2 separate regions of the Mus musculus genome follow, and region 2 is linked to region 1. A link is a contact called in public promoter capture Hi-C data. All regions are on one chromosome and are shown on one strand. The core of a region is the stretch at or near the end of the contact, and the rest is flanking DNA. Distances in the headings are between cores, read along the strand shown. Region 1 holds the start of Jazf1 (JAZF zinc finger 1). Region 2 holds the start of Wipf3 (WAS/WASL interacting protein family, member 3).

Region 1 (4,192 bases), core at 663-3,162:
CCTTCCTCCTTTCCCTTACACTCTCCTGGCCTTTCCATGGAGGAGTTCTCTTGCTTGAGCCACCTCTGGGCCTCCTACACTCTCTGCAGTTGATAACTCCACATAGAGAGTCATTCCTCCTGAGAACAGAATTGTCACCTCAAGGCTCGGGGCACTCCCCCAGCTGCTGCAGAGTTGGGGTGCCTAGCATCTCTAAGGAGGCTGATCTGGCATCATTCTTGGCTGGAGTTTTCTCATTGCATTTCCATGTCACTGGGCGTGAAGTCTATCTGCCAGATATCCTGCTTGCTCTCAGCTAACGGCCTTCCTCCCTGTCTGGGCAGCAGGGCACACTGCACAGTTGCCAAAATTCTAATTCACGGTGGAGAATTCTACCTCCTGCTCTTTAGACCCTTGTCTGGCCCCAGCTTCCAGCCTAGCGGGTCCCTGGCTCATTATCAAGCCCTTGGGTGCCCTTCCCCCATCCTCACTTGGTCCCAGGAAATTATTTCTGGCAACAAACTGAACTTTAATGACCTGCTGCCCCAACCATACTCAACTCAACTCTCCCCTTGGCAAATTTGTCACCTTGTAGGCTCAAAGAAGCGACAGACCAGACAAAAATGTCGATGGGTGAGAGAACTCAGCCTCAGCCTTTGTGACTGGGAGATTGTGAAAATTTTCTCCGGTGACAGAAATACTGCATATGTCTGCATTTACATTTACACGAAGTGCCCTAACAATCCTAATATTAGAGATAACACAAGTGGTATATGCAGTTTAAAAAGACAGGGTTGTTATTTTTCTAGGTATATGCACCAGCGGGTAAATGAAATTGTTCTAAAGACAAATGCTAAATTCAGAATGCATGAATAAATTTTTTAAAAATTACACCCTCGAATCATGCACATCTCCTGGTGCTTCTTGAACACCTGGAAGAAAATATACACCTTGTAGGTAAAATGTAACTGCAACTGCGGTTGGAGACCAGAAGAGAACTGGTTCTTAAGAGGCTATCTGGTCAACAGTATGGCTTAAATGCTCACAGGATGATATAATCCTAACTGATTGGTGAAATCTTCTTTTTAAGTGAAAATCGAATTTGCTTTGACTTTCATTTCCAAACCTCTACACTTGCCCCTTTCGTCTTTGGAGCAGCACTGCCAGACCTGAGCCACAACACGGGGTTCAGGAGGTGCGGGAATTTGGGGTAAAGAAATTGAGATTTTTGTTTTCTCAGAAGAATCAGGGAGAACAAACGTGATACATATGTAAAACACAGTCAAATGCACTTGACAACCAAGCGCTCTATTTTGAAATTTAAATAAAGCTAAGATTTTTCTTCTGGCCTAGGGGGAAAGCTTCATTAAAATCAATTAGTTCCTACTAACCTCCAGAGAATACGGACTTTTTAATTTTTTTTTTTAAATGAGAAAGTTTAAAGAACAAGGTGCACACAATTACCTTTCCTGGGTCCCTAGTGAATACCATCGTCACACCTAGACAGGTGGCCAAGTGCAAACAAATGTCCCTAAGAGGGCTGGGTAACTCCCTGAGTGCTCCTCTGGGGTGAAAAGCATGTGTAATTAATAGATGTGTATCTATTAAGAATGTAGCGCGCATAACCAAGGGAGGCTCCAAGCGGACTGCAGGCACCTCACAGGGCGAAAGGGCAGGCCCAGGGACGTAAAGTTGGAGGCGGGAGCTGCCAGGTGAGGCCTGGGTCGCGGAGGTTGGGGCCCGCACAGCTGCAGGCGCGCGCCTGCTCCCTCCTCCCAGCCGCCGAGTCCTCCCCGCCCCCTCCCCCGAGCTCCCGCCGCCTCCCGCTGCCTCCCGGAGGCTCGGCGCTGCGCTCCACCTCGCGCCCCCTCTCCTCCGTCCCGGGCTCGCGCTGCCCTCCCCGCGCCTGCCCCCTCCCCGGCCCCTCCCTCCGCCTCCGCGCGCGCGGCGCTCGCAGAGCCGACTCCGGGGGGCTCTCGATGTAGCACCATGACAGGCATCGCCGCCGCCTCCTTCTTCTCCAACACCTGCCGCTTCGGGGGCTGCGGACTCCACTTCCCCACGCTGGCCGACCTCATCGAGCACATCGAGGACAACCACATCGGTGAGGCCCGGGTGGGCGGGGGTCGGGCGGCGGGCGAGCCCCGGGGTGGCGCGGGCCGGGCGCCCGAGAAGGTGCGGGCGTGGAGGGCCGCGGGGCGCGGGGATGGCCGGCCGCAGGGTGAGGGCGGGCGCGGGCCGCGGGGGGCGGGTGCCGCACGCCGCTTCCGCCCGGCCCGAGCTGTCAGGCTGGCGGGAGCCGGGGAGGCGCCGCGGCGGCAGCCATTCCGCTTCCTCCCCCGCCTGCGTCCTGTCAGCGCCGGTTGCTAGGTGTGGCGCGGCGGGAGGGGGCCGCGGCGGCGGCGGCGGCGGGCGCGGGGCGCGGGGCGCTGCGTGCTCTGAGCGGCGCGGGCGCGGGGCCCGGCCTGGCGCGGCGGCTGCGGTTCGGGCGGCTGCGGGCCGCGCCCATCCCTGGCCGGAGCGCCCCGAGGCCCCGGTAGCAGAGGGGAGCCCGCGGGCGGCGGGCGGGCGTGTCGCGGCGCCCGCGTTGCGGCTAGGCCGGAGGTGCGCCGGTCCCCGCGGGGCCTGCGCGGCGCGGGCGCGGGGACGCGGGGGAGGGGCGCCCCGCGGGGCCGGTTGTGTCTCCCGGGACCCAGGGACCTCCTAAGTCCTGCGCCCCACGGAAGTCCTTGCATCACATTTGCACGCTCATCCCCACCCCTGCGGAGGGAGATGGGTCTGGTGCTTCTGGCTCAGAAGACCCAGCCACCTGCAGAAGGTGTGGCCGCTCCCCGGAGTGGCCTGGTGGGTGAAGAGGGCAGCCGGTTCCCTGGGTGAGGCTACCTGTGAATTGCTTCGAGAAGACCAAATGAATGACATGGATTCGACCATGTGGATGCAGCTCACGTTTCTGCAAAGTTGAGAGAGTAAATCACGACTGCTGTGCATTTATGCACGAATAAAATGAGGCAGAGCCTCATGCCCCTTTGCTTTGTAGAATGCTTTCTCCTTGCACACAGTGGGCGCTTAATACGCGCTAAGTGCCAGTTTAGAGCGGGATTTGCTGGGCCATCCAGAATGGGAGCTAATCATGGAAACTGTCTGCAGAATGCCTTTGAAAACAGAAATCTGATGAGTAATTGTCAAGCTTTGAAATTTTTCAAAGTTTCAAAGTATCTCCTTAATAGTTTTCCCCATGTCTTCTGATAAAGGTGAGGTAAAGAACCTATGCTCTCAAGTATTGGTGGTCTGAAAAGCGGTTTAATAGAGTAGCAAAGCTGCTGAATCATATCGTGACTGAGTAGTCATAGCTAAAAGTGCTCCAGGTATAAAGTTTCTCATCATGGCTTAAACTGTAGTGATGCAGTTTCAAGACGAGTTTTCCCAGTTCCTCACTGGACTCCCCTTACTTATTAAACTAAACAGAAATGATAACAGAAAACAGTTATCCCAAGTTCCATCCATTTCATCAGTTAATTTATGTAAGTTGAATGAGTAATACTTTTATCTGGTTAACTTTCTTAACTTGGGACTACCTGCTGATTGAAAGATAATTTAGTTTTAACATGAATTAAACACAATTATTTCTTACGAGTTAACTTGGAGCCAGATGATTTAGACTAGCATTGGTAAATCATAAGCCTCTTATTTTGAGTTGGCAAAGTTTTCCCAGTATTGTGCAGCTATCTTTAAAGAGGGTCAAGGGTTTATGAATTTTCTAAAGCTAAACTTTTAAGTGATGATATCTTACTCCCAAAGGTCTAATTATTTTCTTTCAATGGTGAGAGGATTGAAAAAGAAGTTTAAATTGTTTTGGCAAGGCTAACAGTTATTATACTTGGGAAATAGTTGTTCCAGCAAAGTTTTTGAAAAATAGATGTTAAAATGAACAAACACTTGAACCCAAAGCTTGAAGAGGCTGACTGGAACTGCTGTGTGCCTCAGATGAGAAGAGGCCTTCACAGGACAGCGGGCCATGCAGAAAGAGATAGGATTGGAGCTCATGAAGAAGAACGTTTGGCCTAGCTGGTGCTGTATAAATACACTTTAGATAAAGAAGCAAGAGTCAACATACAGAAGTACTCATGAAAGCTCTACATTTTATTATTTATTGTCATTTGCTCTACACGTGATATACGATAAGCTCTATACATGAGATAATGAGGGGTTTTGT
Region 2 (4,192 bases), core at 1,144-3,643, 1.4 Mb before region 1:
TGAACAATAATCGCCTAAAAAGAGCGTTGCCAGGCTGGGCCAGCTGGCTGTCTCCCATTCCTGAAACTGAATGTTCTTAGACACACGCGCTCTCCTCCGCCCCTTCTGCTGCCTGCTGACTCAGTGTAGCACCAAGTCACACTCCCAAGTGCCTGAAACCGAGGCTCCTGGAAGGACTAAAAAGGGGTATACAGCAGCTCTACCAAGGCAGCCTGACATCTCTGCGCAGATTTGGGCACCAACAATTGGATGTGGGCGGTGCACTTCCAGTTTGAAGTGTACAGACCCAGGTCCCTGTCCTCGGCACACTCAGCTAACCCCTGTCTCTTTGCATTTCTCATCTGTGGAAAGGCACAATAGTTACAGGAACCACAGGGCTTGAGTTAATGCATATGGAAGCATCTACAGTGCCTGGCCATTTCCTGCTACTTCCCCACTGGTTTTCTCTCCCCTGTCCTTCTCCCTGTTTTCCTGATTTGGTTTTGCTTTAAAATGCATCTCTAAAGTACATTAGCTGGCAGACTTCAGCAGCCTGTGCCCTGCCATGCCCAGTGCCCTTCAGCATCAAATATCCACTTACGTTGTTATTGAAGTAAAAAAAAAAAAAAAAAAAAAAAGCCCCAAGTGATGTGCACAAGTCTAAAGCACACAACTTCCTGAGTTTCTATGTATGGGGAGCATGTCTAGACCTAAAGTGCCTTGAAGGTCTGCCCAGGCCAGTAGGAAGCCCAAAGGCAGTCCACTTCTGACCTCTACCACTACTTTACAGTTTAGAGAGGACAGCTTTTAGGAGAAGGCTGGGACTGGACAGGTAGTTTATCAGTGGAAACTCTGATCTTGTAGAACACTAGGACTCATTCCCAGCACCCACATAGTGGTTCAGGGACATTACATCCTTAACTCTAGTCCAGAGGATCCAGTGCCCTCTTCTGACCTCTAGGGGTTTCCTGGCACAGAGTCGTGCATAGACATACATGCCCGAAAAATACTTACATAGAAAGTAAAAGGAGTGAACATTAAAAACAAGGCTAGAGTGTCTGATGATTATAATACTAACTGGCAGCAAGAAACCCTCTCCTGGCCCTCTCTGAGGTGACGAAGGCAAAGACAGTGAGGCACACAAGCTTTTAAAGTCACACAAGTCTGCCCAACAAATGCTCTCACTTACATCCAAGGACCCCAGGCACAGAAGAGGAATACCACTGTCCCACTGGAAACTTTCCTCAGAGAGTCCCCAGACTGTGTGTGTGTCAGAGATACTTCTGGTTTTTCCTGAGGCCATTAGACAGGCTTCCTGGGTTTCTGGGCAGAACATCTACCCAACTCAGGTTCTCACACTCATGGCAGACACTCCAAGCACACAGAAGACATTGTTTCCACAGGGGAATGGATGCCTGGCATCCTACAGGAGAGCGTGTTCTTCTCCCAAGCTTGCTCCCCGTGAGCTCCTGGCTAGGTATCCGGGGGAATGGCCACAATTACCCAGTCCCGCACACCTCCAAAGGACTTTAAAGGCCATTTGTGGCCAGATGTAAATGGCTAGAGATAATGGATAGACAGACACATACACTCTCTGGCTCCTGACCTAGGCAGGCTTACAGATAAGCCTCGGGGAGTCAGGACTCAGCTCCTGGCCCGACTCTGTCACCAGGAACTGTGTGACCTTGGATAAGTCACTTTTTCCCTCAGGAATTGGCTTTCTTTCTGGGAAATGGTCCAGTATCCTCAGTCCTTGTCTGATTGTGCAGGTTCCCAGATCTCTCCTAATCGCCAGGGACCCTTCCTTAACATCCCCAACACAAGCAAGATCCGCCCTTTTGTTCTCAGGGGAGGGGTGGGGGGTGACGTGGGGGAAGGGAAGCAGAGCCCCCTTGGGGCATCAGACTAAGAGGCCTCCGTGCCAGAAGCTGATAACGGAAGAGTGCTGTCCTGGGAGGTCACCAGGGAGCCCTGAGGTGACCTGGTGTAGCCATGGTCCCTTTCCGACCCGTGGCGGGCAGGGAGCGAGTGGTTGCCGCTAGGGCTGCACGGAGCAGCTCCCAGACGTAGTCGCGGCTGGGGACTACAGTTTGGAGAGGGTCCTGGGCACTCTCACTCACCCAGCGTCTTTGACAACGCGGGAGGCCACTCTACCTCGGGACTGTCCCCAATACCCTCCGCGACAACCCCAATCGGCCACTTACTTAACCCAGGGCCCGGACGCGAGCAGAGCAGCTACCTGCAGCTGGCCGTAACCCGGCCGACTGGACTTTAGCTGGCGCCTCCGTCCCCGCTGTCCCCGTCGTCTCCGTCGTCCCCGTCGTCTCCGTCGTCCCCGTCGCCTCGAGGATCCCGGCTGGGCTGCAGACAGTGCCTGGCGTTGCTTCTGCGCGCCCGGCTAAGCTGGACTCTGCGCTCCTCGCTCGCTCCCAGCCGGGCTTAAGCGCTGCCGGGACGCGGAGGCGGAGCCGCCGCCCCCACCTGCTCCTGGCGGCCGCCCTGGAGCCTCGCCGCCCAGCGCACGGGGACGCGGTCCAGAGGGCGGGGTCGCTCTGGCACCCAGGAGGCGGTCCTGGCTGCGCGGCGGCGCAGCTCCCAGGTACAGAGTCCCGAGTGTGAGCCACGGGGACAATGGGGCCAAGGGCTGGAGTTCCCCTGCACGCCACCTCGTCTATATATTACAAACATTTCTGAGCCCTCGCTAAGCCCCAGACAGCGCGTATATGCAAGGGGACAAAAGGAGAATGGGACAGCCGGTTGTCCCGATGAGCACAAGCAGGTACTTACAATACGGAGCCAAGAGAACATCCAACGTGTACAAAGCAGAGGGACACCCAATTCAGACCTGGGCTTGAGAGGCAGGGGTGGGTGTGTGGGTGGAGAGAGCTGGGGGGCGGGAGGGGGAGGTAGAGAAGCTTGCTCTCAGAGATAGGTGAGCACAAAATATCCTGGTAACACAGGGAGGTAAGTAGCTTCCGGTGGGGCAGAAGTGGGAAGAAGGCAGTTTGAAATCTAGAGTGAAGCGAGTCTGTCCCATTTCCCTGTCCGGCTGTCCAGAGCTTGGAGAATGCTGGAGATTTATGCCTGAGGCTCCTGTGTACACTCAGCTGCTCCAAGTGCAGCAATTCAGGCTGGCATTTCCTGCCTCTCACATCTTAGGCATACTTGTGTTCTGGTTCGAAAAGGAAGGAAAGCTCAATTTGCAGAGAAGAATTATTTCCATGGCCATGTAGAAATCCCACCAGGTCTTCTACGGAGCCCCAAAGCACAAACTAGTTGCATGGCCAGTCATTTATCTTACAAGCTGGGCGGTTTCTGGAGGATATACTAATTCAGCTTTTTAAATGCTTGATTCAAAGTGATGGTGTCTGCAGAGTGGGGCTATTTGGGGCTGAAAACATCATGAAGTTGTTGTGTTCAAGAACCCAGTGTCTCATGGCACAAGTGGTCCTTCTTGCATCCTTTTTCTCTGGACATTGCAACAGGATTCAGTCTCTGGGAGCCACGTTCCAAATACCTAAGCCGCTCTCCCCATCGTCTCTATGGACAGAATCCAGAGTGATGACCAGTTAAAGACTAAAGACTATAGTGCCAGTGCCTTTCCTGATCACCGAGACTTTCTTAGCACACTAGCTGAGTTCAATTCCCAGTACTACCAAAAGAAAACAAAGCAAAGCCCCTCAAACAACAACAACAACAACCATAATAAACCTTATCAAAGTTAATATAGTAGGAATAGATGAGATAGCTTGGCTAGTAAAGGCACTTGTTACCTGGCGACCTCCATTGGATTGATAAATTGGAAGTGGGAGTTGTGTGTATCTGTGTGTCTGTCTGTCTGTCTGTCTGTCTGTCTGCCTCTGCCCTTCCATTCCCTATTCTCTTTATGCTTCAGTATCTAGTGATGCTACACCTAGATTTTAACCAAGAAACAACTAATGTGTTACCACCACTATCTACAACAGAGTAGAAGATGGAGACAGTGTGGTGTTGCTAAGCACCTGAGACAAAGCCAGCAGCTATCCAACTCTGGTCTATTTATTAGATGGAAAAAAAAAATGCTGTTTGTATAAACCACTGATATGGGGGCTTCTCTCTCTCTCTTTCTTTCTTTCTTTCTTTCTTTCTTTCTTTCTTTCTTTCTTTCTTTCCTTCTCTCTTTCTTACACTAGTATTTATTTATTTACTACCCATTTTGTTCCAAATAGGAGAG

What was found. Promoter capture Hi-C pulls out the DNA fragments that hold promoters and counts their contacts.
Region 2: a contact with region 1 is called in a promoter capture Hi-C map of liver, with 2.4 times the contacts expected there. The contact joins the promoter of Wipf3 here to the promoter of Jazf1 in region 1. A contact is called at or near these places in 4 of 39 promoter capture datasets (the 3T3-L1 cell line, hippocampal neurons, liver and 1 more) and 1 of 9 other capture datasets (liver).

What each region holds. Positions count from the first base shown.
Region 1 is chr6:53,066,344-53,070,535 of GRCm38.p6, reverse strand. It overlaps Jazf1 (JAZF zinc finger 1), which reads left to right and starts at 1,912. Exons shown (of 5, transcript NM_173406.3): 1 at 1,912-2,083. The coding sequence starts at 1,969. Gm33097 (a long non-coding RNA gene) reads left to right here and starts at 2,541. Exons shown (of 2, transcript XR_377680.3): 1 at 2,541-4,192.
Region 2 is chr6:54,427,887-54,432,078 of GRCm38.p6, reverse strand. It overlaps Wipf3 (WAS/WASL interacting protein family, member 3), which reads right to left and starts at 2,393. Exons shown (of 9, transcript NM_001167860.2): 1 at 2,219-2,393. It overlaps 9130019P16Rik (RIKEN cDNA 9130019P16 gene), which reads left to right and starts at 1,858. Exons shown (of 14, transcript NR_033635.1): 1 at 1,858-2,758.